3 separate regions of the Rattus norvegicus genome follow, and all the other regions are linked to region 1. The links are chromatin contacts, called in public Hi-C maps. All regions are on one chromosome and are shown on one strand. The core of a region is the stretch at or near the end of the contact, and the rest is flanking DNA. Distances in the headings are between cores, read along the strand shown. Region 1 holds the start of Bola3 (bolA family member 3). Region 2 holds the start of Dguok (deoxyguanosine kinase). Region 3 holds the start of Stambp (Stam binding protein).

Region 1 (3,256 bases), core at 718-3,217:
GTATCAAAAAAAGACAAAACCATAGTTTAAAAGACGATTGTGTGACCAAATGTCTGGCAGAACCCATGAGGGCAATTCTGGTACTATATCCTGCAATTCAAAGTCCAGCTAGATGGGTAGGTAAGGGTGAAATCATGAAAGTTTATTTCTCTGAAGTCCAAAGGATTTGAGAGTGAACATTTTTCTCTCAAATGGTTTGGCAGCCTTCTGGAAACAAAGGTAAGAGCACACAGTGGAGAGTCAACAGTTCTCAGTGACATTTGTGGAGGTGATCGTTCTGTGGAAAAGGATTGATAAGCAAAAGCACCAGTGTCTACACATGTCTGTAACCTTTAACCCAGGGCACTTAGCTTCAAGTGACAAAGCTTCAATTCTGCACTGAATTCAGTATTCATATCCAGTGGGGCTTCCATAGCTCAGAGAGTCACATAATCTGTTTCCCCTTCATTGCCAAAACATTTCTATTTGGTTGCAAAGCCGGCTGCTATCAGTGCCAGGCTTTCTACGAGCTTAGCAACATAGTGGTAAACCATAATTTCTTTAGTTCCTGCCAAGTCCAGGAACTATGTCTCAATGGTCTGGTTCAGATCCTGTGACCAATCTTAAACCAGTCACCATCTAGTTATAGTTCCTGCTCATTAGCAAGGAGGGGCCACTCTACAGTGTTGATTGTATTCTTGGCATAAATGAAACTTAAAAGTTAATAAATTATCCCTAGTTACACTAACCGTAAAGTTTAAGGAATCAAGCAGAAAAATATGCCTATCAAGTAATCTGGAGGTGAGGGCTGGTACTCAGAAGTCACTCAACATTGGAATGAATGAACAAGTTTAGTTTTGAGACAGGGTTTCTCTATGTAGTCCTTACTGTCGTGGAACTCGCTCAATTGGCCAAGCAATCCTTGAACTAACAGATCACCTGCCTCTGCCTCCTGTGTGCTTGGATTAAAGGTGTGGGCCACCATGCTGGACCTATATAAATAAGCCTACTTTTAGTTGGTCACTTTAAAGAACAAATCTAGATCCAATCCACAAAAGAGGTACAGATTGCATAGGCACAAGTGCATACTCTGTCCTCATGGTGTGTGTTCCAAATCCTACCCTTTTCTGGAGATTTCTTTTTCTTTTCTTTTTTTTTTTTTTTTTATTGTTTTGAGACAGAGTCTCACTGTGTGGCCCTGGCTGACCTTAAACTAAGTCGATTGGCTGGGCTTGAACTCAGATCTACCTGCCTTTGTCTCTCCAGTGGTGGGATTAAAAGTATGATTAAAAATAGTTTTAGTCGGGGGTTGGGGATTTAGCTCAGTGGTAGAGCACTTGCCTAGCAAGCGCAAGGCCCTGGGTTCGGTCCCCAGCTCCGAAAAAAAGAAAAAAGAAAAAAAAATAGTTTTAGTCTTGAGAGGGGTCTCAGCCCAAGCTGTCCTCACCTTAGCCCTGGCTGGTTTTGAACACAAAACAGTCCTGAGATTACAGGTGCTATTCTATGCCTGTTCTGACCTCTGTCCCTGAAACTCAGGGAAATCCAAAACAAATTTTCATCTAACACCCCGCCACACCCTATCCCACTTGGCCATTGTAGCAGTCTGCCCTCCAGTTTCAGCCCCCTCATCAAGTCTCCACTCTTTCTAGAACACAAACCGTAGAAGACCCGGGTTGCTCGAGACTTTCACAGAAACTTCTTCAGGAAAGAAGCCAACTTCCAAGAGCAGTGACTAGGATGCCGGGGTGAGGGGGGCCTATCCTGTGCACGCCAGGGTTCTGGCTACTGAGGAGTGTGACCTGGGGGCAGATAGGGGACCCTGAAGTGAAAACTGGCCGTGGCAGGACGGAGGGCTCCCGTGCTTGCAGGTACGGCCGGTTCCGGGTGGCAACCGTGGAGCGGACGCGGCCTCCGGGCGGCAGGGGGCGGGCTCGTCCAGGGCGGCGAATCTGGACACAGTGCCTGCGTCTTTCCGGCTGCACCGTGACCTCGGGCTGCGTCGCCGGGCATGGCGGCATGGGGCCCCGTGGCCGCTATGCCTTTGCTCCGCGGGAGCCGCGGGGTGAGCCGGCGGGGCTCGGGCGGAGCTGCGGGGGAGCTCGGGCGGCTGTTGTCAGGCTGGGGACGCGGGGCAGGGCCGAGGCCCTTCCTTGTTCTCATTCATTCTCTCCTGCCCTCTGCATCGTACCGGGCGTGCTGGGGGGTACCGGACTCAGGATCGGGAGACAGTTCCATAAACAGTAACAGTATAGAGGCCCTGGGAGAGGCCGCCTTACGTATAGGAAAACATTGGTGTTATCACCCCGAGTCAAGGGTTTGGTGCTGGGCAGAGCCTGTACCCTGCAGTTTCATGCTGACCAGGCCTCTGACCTTCACTCTCCATAGCCTGCAGACTGGAGTAGGAGCCCAGCACTGGGCGAGCTCTCCTAATTCTTCCAATCCCTGCTGTTTTTTGAGACAGGTTCTTGAATTATAGGCCTGGCTGGCCTAGAACTTGTGACATTCCTCCTAACTCCTGGAATAAAATCGTAAGCCACTCTTTCTCCTCTTTAGCTCTACCTCATCCATCTTTCCGTACTTGCCTGCTGGTCTTGAATGTGCCTCTCCAGCTGAGGAGTTTTGTTGCAGGACATCCAGGGCAGGTCATGTGTGGTACCAGGATAGGTGTGCTAAAATGACATCCTCCTTTGAGGAATCTGCAACCCTGAGTGATTTTACCTTGCCATCCTGTTCTTCCGCCAATGCTTCTGTCTCAGGCTCAGTTCTACCCTCAAACCTTCCAGCTGTGCTCAGCCTCACAGCCTCATGGTTCCGTTCCTCCGTGTAGCACACAGACCACCTAACTCCAGACCTCTCCTCTGGTCTGCATTTCAGCCACCTCTTAGGCATCTTGGCCTACCTATATCTGCTCACTCACTGCTTCAGAGGACCTGCCTTAGGGTCAGCTCTGGGATGCTGCTGTAGAGGGACAGACTCCATTTTGTCCTTTAAGATTGGCTAATGAGGGGTTGGGGATTTAGCTCAGTGGTAAAGCGCTTGCCTAGCAAGCACAAGGCCCTGGGTTCGGTCCCCAGCTCCGAAAAAAAGAAAAAAAAAAAAAAAGGAAAAAAAGATTGGCTAATGAGAGAGCTGGGGAAATGACACGGTTGGTAAAGTGCTTACGGGGATGATCTGAGTCACCCCCCAGGACCCATGTGAGATGGTGGACAAGGGTGTCTTGGTGGAGGATCTCAATTTGGTTTCCAGCATCTATGTCAATCAACTCACAAACTGCCCG
Region 2 (3,251 bases), core at 743-3,242, 160 kb after region 1:
TCCTGTCTCAGGTTGAAAACCTGTGACACTGTTGATCACTATCCTTGGGCAGCCTGCCCTTTTCTGATGAGAAATGAAGGAATGGATGGGGTGGGGAGAGAGTGACTGGGAGGAAAGGAGGGAGGGAAACTGCAGTTGGGATGTAATATATAAGAGACTAAATTTTAAAATAAAAAAACAACCCACAATGGTCTTGGGATCTATACAATCCAGTCCTCCTTCGCCCACCTGATCATCTCCCTCCACTGCTCTTCATGGTGACTCTACTTCAGCTGAAATGGGTTCCCTCCGGCTCACTGAACACACCATCCTATCCCCTAGGCTTTCGGACTTGCTCTGGATAATGTGGTCAGCTACTCACATGGTCCACTCACTCCCTCACTTTATTCAGGTTATTGATCAAGCATCCCTTCACCTTCGAGGAATTTGCTGATTACCCTATTTAGAAGATAGACAACCATCCTCAACCTCTCCTCCTACTCAGTATCTAATACACTATTATTTACCCTGCTTAATTTCTGTAGTCTTTTTTTGTTTTTTTTTGTTTTTTTTTTTTTGGTTCTTTTTTTCGGAGCTGGGGACCGAACCCAGGGCCTTGCGCTTCCTAGGTAAGCGCTCTACCACTGAGAGCTAAATCCTCAGCCCCAATTTCTGTAGTTTTATGATGTATCATTCCCTATTAAAAGTCCACAAGTGGAGAATTTTTATTTGATCTGCTCATGGCTGTATCCTCAGAGCCAAGAGCAGTGCCAGCAGAGGGAAGAAACTCAAGGGGTGATTGTTGAATGAATACAATGAGAAACTATTTGCTGCTAGAATGTCTTGAGCACCCCATATCTGCTGATCCCATTATGAATCAGTGTCTGCCCACAGCTAAGTACCCTCAGAACTCAGCAACATTGAGTTGAACCATTTTGCTTCCATGCTGCTTTCCTGTTTTCTGTGTAAGATACTGGGTTACTTATAACAAAATATATAATAAATATTTATTTCCTAACGAGGCAGGCAACTTTCTGTGAGTTTGAGCCCAGCTTGGTCTCAACAGCAAGGTCCAAGCCAGCTAGGGCTACATAGTGACTGTTTTCAAAACAAAAGAACACCACCATAATAATTTATAGTGCAATAAACATGGGGGTACAGCAAAATAGTGAAAATGGAATCTGTTAAGAATTGATCTAAGCCGAGTGGTGATGGCATCCCCCCTTAATCCCAGCACAAGGGAGGCAGAGGGAAGTAGACCTCTTGTGCGTTCCAGGCCAGCCTGGTCCACAGAGTGACTTTCAGGACAGCCAAGGCTACACAGAAAAACGTTGTCTCAGGGAAAAAAAATTGAGTCTACATAAACAATAGCTCATTTTTAAGTGTATGCCCCAAATACTACATGTGACACACCAAAATTATCTTAAATTCTATGTAAACTGGACATTTATTTTTACTTTTGCTAAATCTGCTGATGCTATTTTAGGAAAACAAACGGCACACTGTCTATTTCTAGCGAATGAAACATGCCAGTAAACCAGTATAATTCTGGGGCTATCTAAAGCCTGCGTCAGGCTTTTACGTCCCCGTGGGTGAGGAGGTGGGCGGGCACTGAGGCCCAATGTCTCCCAAATCAAAACCCATGGTGCACTGTGGGAGAAAGGCCTAACAAGCAGAACCAGCAGATCTGGCGGTGGCCGAGAAGGGGGGTCAGGTGGGCAGGGCTAGGGCAGGATCTGAGGCCAGCTTCTTTTCCCAGCCTCTCAGTCACCTACTCGGCGGAGGCCACGGCTTGACAGCCACTTTCTGGCCCTTACCGATGTTGCCTTCAATGCAGAGCCTTCGGGGGCCGCCCCCGTCGTGCATGCCCCTGGCGCGTGGTGCGTCCACGAGCGCGTTCCGAGGCTGGGAACGGAAAGACGCTCGGAGTCTACGCAGAAGGAACCGACCTGCAGCCATCCTACCCAAGCTTAGCAAGGCGGGCACTTCCGCCGAGGGCACTTCCGCCTGCGGTAAAGCGACTCCTGCGCATCTCTGACGTCAGAGGACCGTCAGACAGGAAATGGCTGGTTTTAGCTCGCTAAGCGGGTGAGGCCTCAGGGACTGCTCTGTTCTCGCGATGTTTGCGGGGGTGATATGGGGTTTCTCGGTGTTGAGGTGTAGGAGGGTGTGCTGAGGTAGAGTTCAGGCGTTCATAGCCCTTTCGTTGTTTTAATTAATATGTGTGATACATATATATGTATAGCCCTTTTGTCATATATATATATAATTGTATGTATGTATGTTATATATATTTGTAGTTCAGAGGACAATTTGCAGGACTGGTTCCCTGTTTTCACTATGTGGGTCCCTGGGATCAAACTCAGGTTGTCAGGCAAGTACTTTTAGAAACTATGGCTTTGAGCATGCTAACCTTTGCATTTCTAGAGACAAGTGAAAATAAATGGAGGGTTGGAGATATAGCTCAATTGTAAAATGATTGTCTAGCATGCACAGGCCCTGCGTTGGATCTCCACACCATATAAATTGTAATTAAAAATCTTAAACTGCTGGGTGATGGTGGCACATGCTTTTGATCTTAGCACTTGGGAAGTAGAGGCAGGCAGATCTCTGTGATATTGAGGCCAGTCTGGTGTACAGAGTGAGTTCCAAGACAGCCAGGGATACACAGAGAAATCCTGTCTTGAAAAACAGAACAACAACAAAAATTTTGTTATACTTATTTTGATATTTTGAGACAAGGACTCATGTAGTGCTATTTTGTCCTCCTGCCTCCCCCACCCAAGTGGTAAGACTACGTGTGTGCCCCACCATGCCCACTCTGTATTGTTTTATTTACAGGTTGATGGTGCACATGCACCATCAGGAAGACTTATAAGAGTCTGGTCAAACTCAGGCTGTCAGTCTTGGCAGCTAGTGTTTTTCCTGCTGAGCCGTCTCACTGGCCCTAAGATAAATGGCTTCTTCCTCCATACTTTGAGACTTTATTGCCTACAGAAGAAACTAGACAATTTTAAGCAGGAAGGGAACACAATCCAATAATGTACATAAGTAATGTTTCTCATTCTGTGTAACTGCCAGCACAATGTTGGACCATTATTTTATATGTGAAGGAATCAGTTTATTAAACCCCATATTATTTTGACTTTTAAATAGGTAAGTGTTCTCTTGGAAGACTCTTATCAGGAAAATGAGTCGGATTAAGCATGGAGTTGGCTCCATGGAAATGAATCCTGGAGAGACGTGCCAAGGACACAGAATGAGATATGCAG
Region 3 (2,950 bases), core at 67-2,566, 230 kb after region 1:
CATGGTGGCTCACAACCATCTATAATCAGGTCTGGTGCCCTCTTCTGACCTGCCAGGCAGAAAGCTGTATGATGTATACATAATAAATAAATAAATAAATGTTAAAAAAAAAAAGACTGCCTGGTGAATTCACACTGACCATTTCATCTCATAGAGAATAAATGGTGGTATTTACCAGGATATACTTCCTCAGATTTGAACATGAGGTTAATGGGAGGGGGTCCTTTCTAGGGCGAATATTACCAACTCTGCTCACTAAACCACCCTTCACTTCAGTCCATCACAGTCACCGTTTTCGGGGCTAGGTAGTTAGTACCTGGAAGCATCAAAGTATACTTGTCTCCACAAGCCAAGCAGGGCTTGCACGGCTGAGTGACAGTACCTCAGTTGGGGTGGGACTCTCTAGGAGTTCCTACTCATTGATGCCCAAACTCCAGGAATTTACAGTCTTCCTAGATGTTGCTTCTGGGCTCTGTGACACCATCATTGCACATAATCCGGGGTGAAATGGGGTTGTCCATGTGCACTGGATAACGGCACACCCTAGCCAGCCTGTTCTAGAATACACTCGTCTTAGGTTTCAGAGGTCTTGTTTTTTCCATCTTATTCCTTATTCCTCAGTCAGGATTCCCATCTGTCCCCCACCCCCTAACCCCCGGAACCGCAGATTACAGTGGTTCGTTTAGCTGTTGTTTTTCTGAGTTCTACTCACCTGTCCTCAGAGATTTTTTTCTCTAGGCCAATTCTGCTTAGCTTGCTTTAACTTTGGGGTGGCATTTTGTCCATGAAGTTTCCCCACTAAACTCCCTTTTCTAGTAAAAGTTGGGGGCTGCTAGGGGTGTGGGAGCATTGTGAGTATAAACCTGCCCGTGTCCCTAACCGCCGAACTGGGCACAGCCCAGAGTAGCTCATTGGAATGGGATGCCAGGCACCTCGAGAGAGAGGCACTTGTGGGTAAAGAAGGGACTATCCCCCAGAAGCCATCGAGTGGTTCGGGACAACATAGGGTTCAGCAACCCTGCCGAGCTTGTGCATCGGATCCAGCAGTAACTGCTGGCAGCGCCCATCTAGAAGGCACTCAGTTTTCTCGAAAATGCAAGGAGTGTTGAGAACAGGCCTGGCTGGTCAGGAGCCAGCCCTGAAGACAGGGCCATCCCGGAGCTCGCGCGCGGCCGGCCGGGGCCAGGGACATGGACCCCACACACACGGCCTCTCCCCGCGGGGTCCCACCGCGCCAGGATCCCCAGTCCCGCAGCATTCCCGGGACCCTTCCCACCTTTCCTGAAGGATGACAGTCGGAGCTTCCGGAAACGTCACCTCCGATGACACGCCCACTCTCGCCACTCCTTCAATTACGCTCCAAGGATTTAGGACTTGGTGTGGAGAAACGGTGGGTGGGGCTGGAATCTTCCACCAATGAGAGCGAGCGCTGCAGCAGTCGTTTAGGTAAAGAAAAACGAACCAGGAAGAAAAGGAAACCAAGTGAAAGAGGGAACTGCAGCACAAGCAGCACAAACCAGTATGTTTTTCCCCCCATTTATTTTTTTATTCACTTTACATCCTTATCGTTGAACTCCCCCACTCTTGCCAGTCCTCCCCCTCACCCGCATAATCCCTCCCACCCCTGGCTATACCGCCCTCCCTCCGTCCCCCGTGGCACGTCCAGTCTCTGCAGGGCTAGGCTCATCCTCTCCCACTGAGGCCAGAGAAGGCAGCCCAGTTGTGGGAACGGAATCCACAGACAGAGAACAGCTTTAGGGACAGCCCCCACTCCAGTCGTTGGGGGACCCACATGAAGAACGAGCTGCACATCTGCTACGTATGTGCGGCGGCCTAAGTCCAGCCCACTTATGCATTTTGGCTCTCAGAGAGCCTCCAAGGGTCGGGTTCCGAAGCTTGAGTTTTCTGTCAATGGCTCTGCCATCAGAATAATAGCAATTTAATATTTCAAGGGGGATAGCTATCTGTCTTGTCATTCACAGCCGAGCTGACATCACTGTTTCAAACAAAACATCACTGACTACCTAACTAAGCAGACACCCTCTGCCAGTCAGTCTTGTTTTTGCTTTTTAATCATACATTTTTTTCGTGTGTGTGTGTGTGTGTGTGTGTGTGCGTGCGCGCGCGCTCGCGTGCGTATGCGTGTGTGTGTGTGTGTGTGTGTGTGTGTGTGTGTGTGTGTTGATGCGGTCGGTGAGGCTGTGTGGAAGTGGGAGTGGGGAGCATGCCACAGAATGGTGATTGTCAGAGGACAACTTGTGGGACGGCTTCTGGGGACAGAACTCAGGTTATCAGCCCTGACAGTAAGTGCCTCTACCCTCTGACCCTTCTCACTAGCCCATGTTGGCTCTGCTTTAGCTCTCTTCATAGTCCTCAGTCCTGTAGGATTCTCCTAAAATACGGTTTCTCAGGAGAAGGGAGATTTTCTGACTTACTTAGCTCCGTCTCCATGACTTGTGGTCCCAAACTCAATACACATTCTTGGATGTGCACTGAGGGAAAGGTCGTCTGTCTCACTCACGGTCCCCAGGATGGCAGGGGTGGACTAATCAACTGTGAAAAGTGGAGATGACAGGCTGATCATTTTGTTCTTGGGGCCAGATCTTCTCTACGAGGCAATCAGAGCCAGGAGCAGAAGGCATTGAGATGGGGTGCACTCATGAAGATGGGGTGCACTCATGACTTTAGTAGGTGTCTATCATACTAAGTCTGCAGGAGTGCTTGAGGAACGTTGAGGAAGGAAACCTCAGTTCCTGCTCTGAAAGGCTACAGTTGTGAGATACAGAAGGAAACCCACCAGGCCGGGCTGTTCCCTGCACCACAGCACTGCACAAGCCTGTCTTAGACCCTGCTGAGGAGGTGAGCCAGTTTGAGGAGGAGCATGTTTGTGCAGTGCGTTCTAAAGAGAACTAGCTGGTCACAGCATTGACCTCTTTGCTGTGAGCTCACT

What was found. A called contact is a pair of places that touch in the nucleus more often than the background predicts.
Region 2: a contact with region 1 is called in a Hi-C map of frontal cortex, with 2.1 times the contacts expected there. The contact joins the promoter of Dguok here to the promoter of Bola3 in region 1. A contact is called at or near these places in 2 of 12 Hi-C or Micro-C datasets (frontal cortex and kidney) and 1 of 1 datasets of contacts at active chromatin or transcription factors (oligodendrocytes).
Region 3: a Hi-C map of Schwann cells shows a contact between it and region 1, with 7 times the contacts expected there. The contact joins the promoter of Stambp here to the promoter of Bola3 in region 1. A contact is called at or near these places in 11 of 12 Hi-C or Micro-C datasets (the A7r5 cell line, the Rat2 cell line, Schwann cells and 6 more) and 1 of 1 datasets of contacts at active chromatin or transcription factors (oligodendrocytes).

What each region holds. Positions count from the first base shown.
Region 1 is chr4:117,409,077-117,412,332 of GRCr8, forward strand. It overlaps Bola3 (bolA family member 3), which reads left to right and starts at 1,968. Exons shown (of 4, transcript NM_001106601.1): 1 at 1,968-2,041. The coding sequence starts at 1,988.
Region 2 is chr4:117,570,422-117,573,672 of GRCr8, forward strand. It overlaps Dguok (deoxyguanosine kinase), which reads right to left and starts at 1,993. Exons shown (of 7, transcript NM_001106602.1): 1 at 1,797-1,993. The coding sequence starts at 1,938. It overlaps LOC120102320 (a long non-coding RNA gene), which reads left to right and starts at 1,932. Exons shown (of 2, transcript XR_005503661.1): 1 at 1,932-2,067; 2 at 3,136-3,251.
Region 3 is chr4:117,636,904-117,639,853 of GRCr8, forward strand. It overlaps Stambp (Stam binding protein), which reads right to left and starts at 1,317. Exons shown (of 11, transcript NM_138531.2): 1 at 1,277-1,317; 2 at 1-49.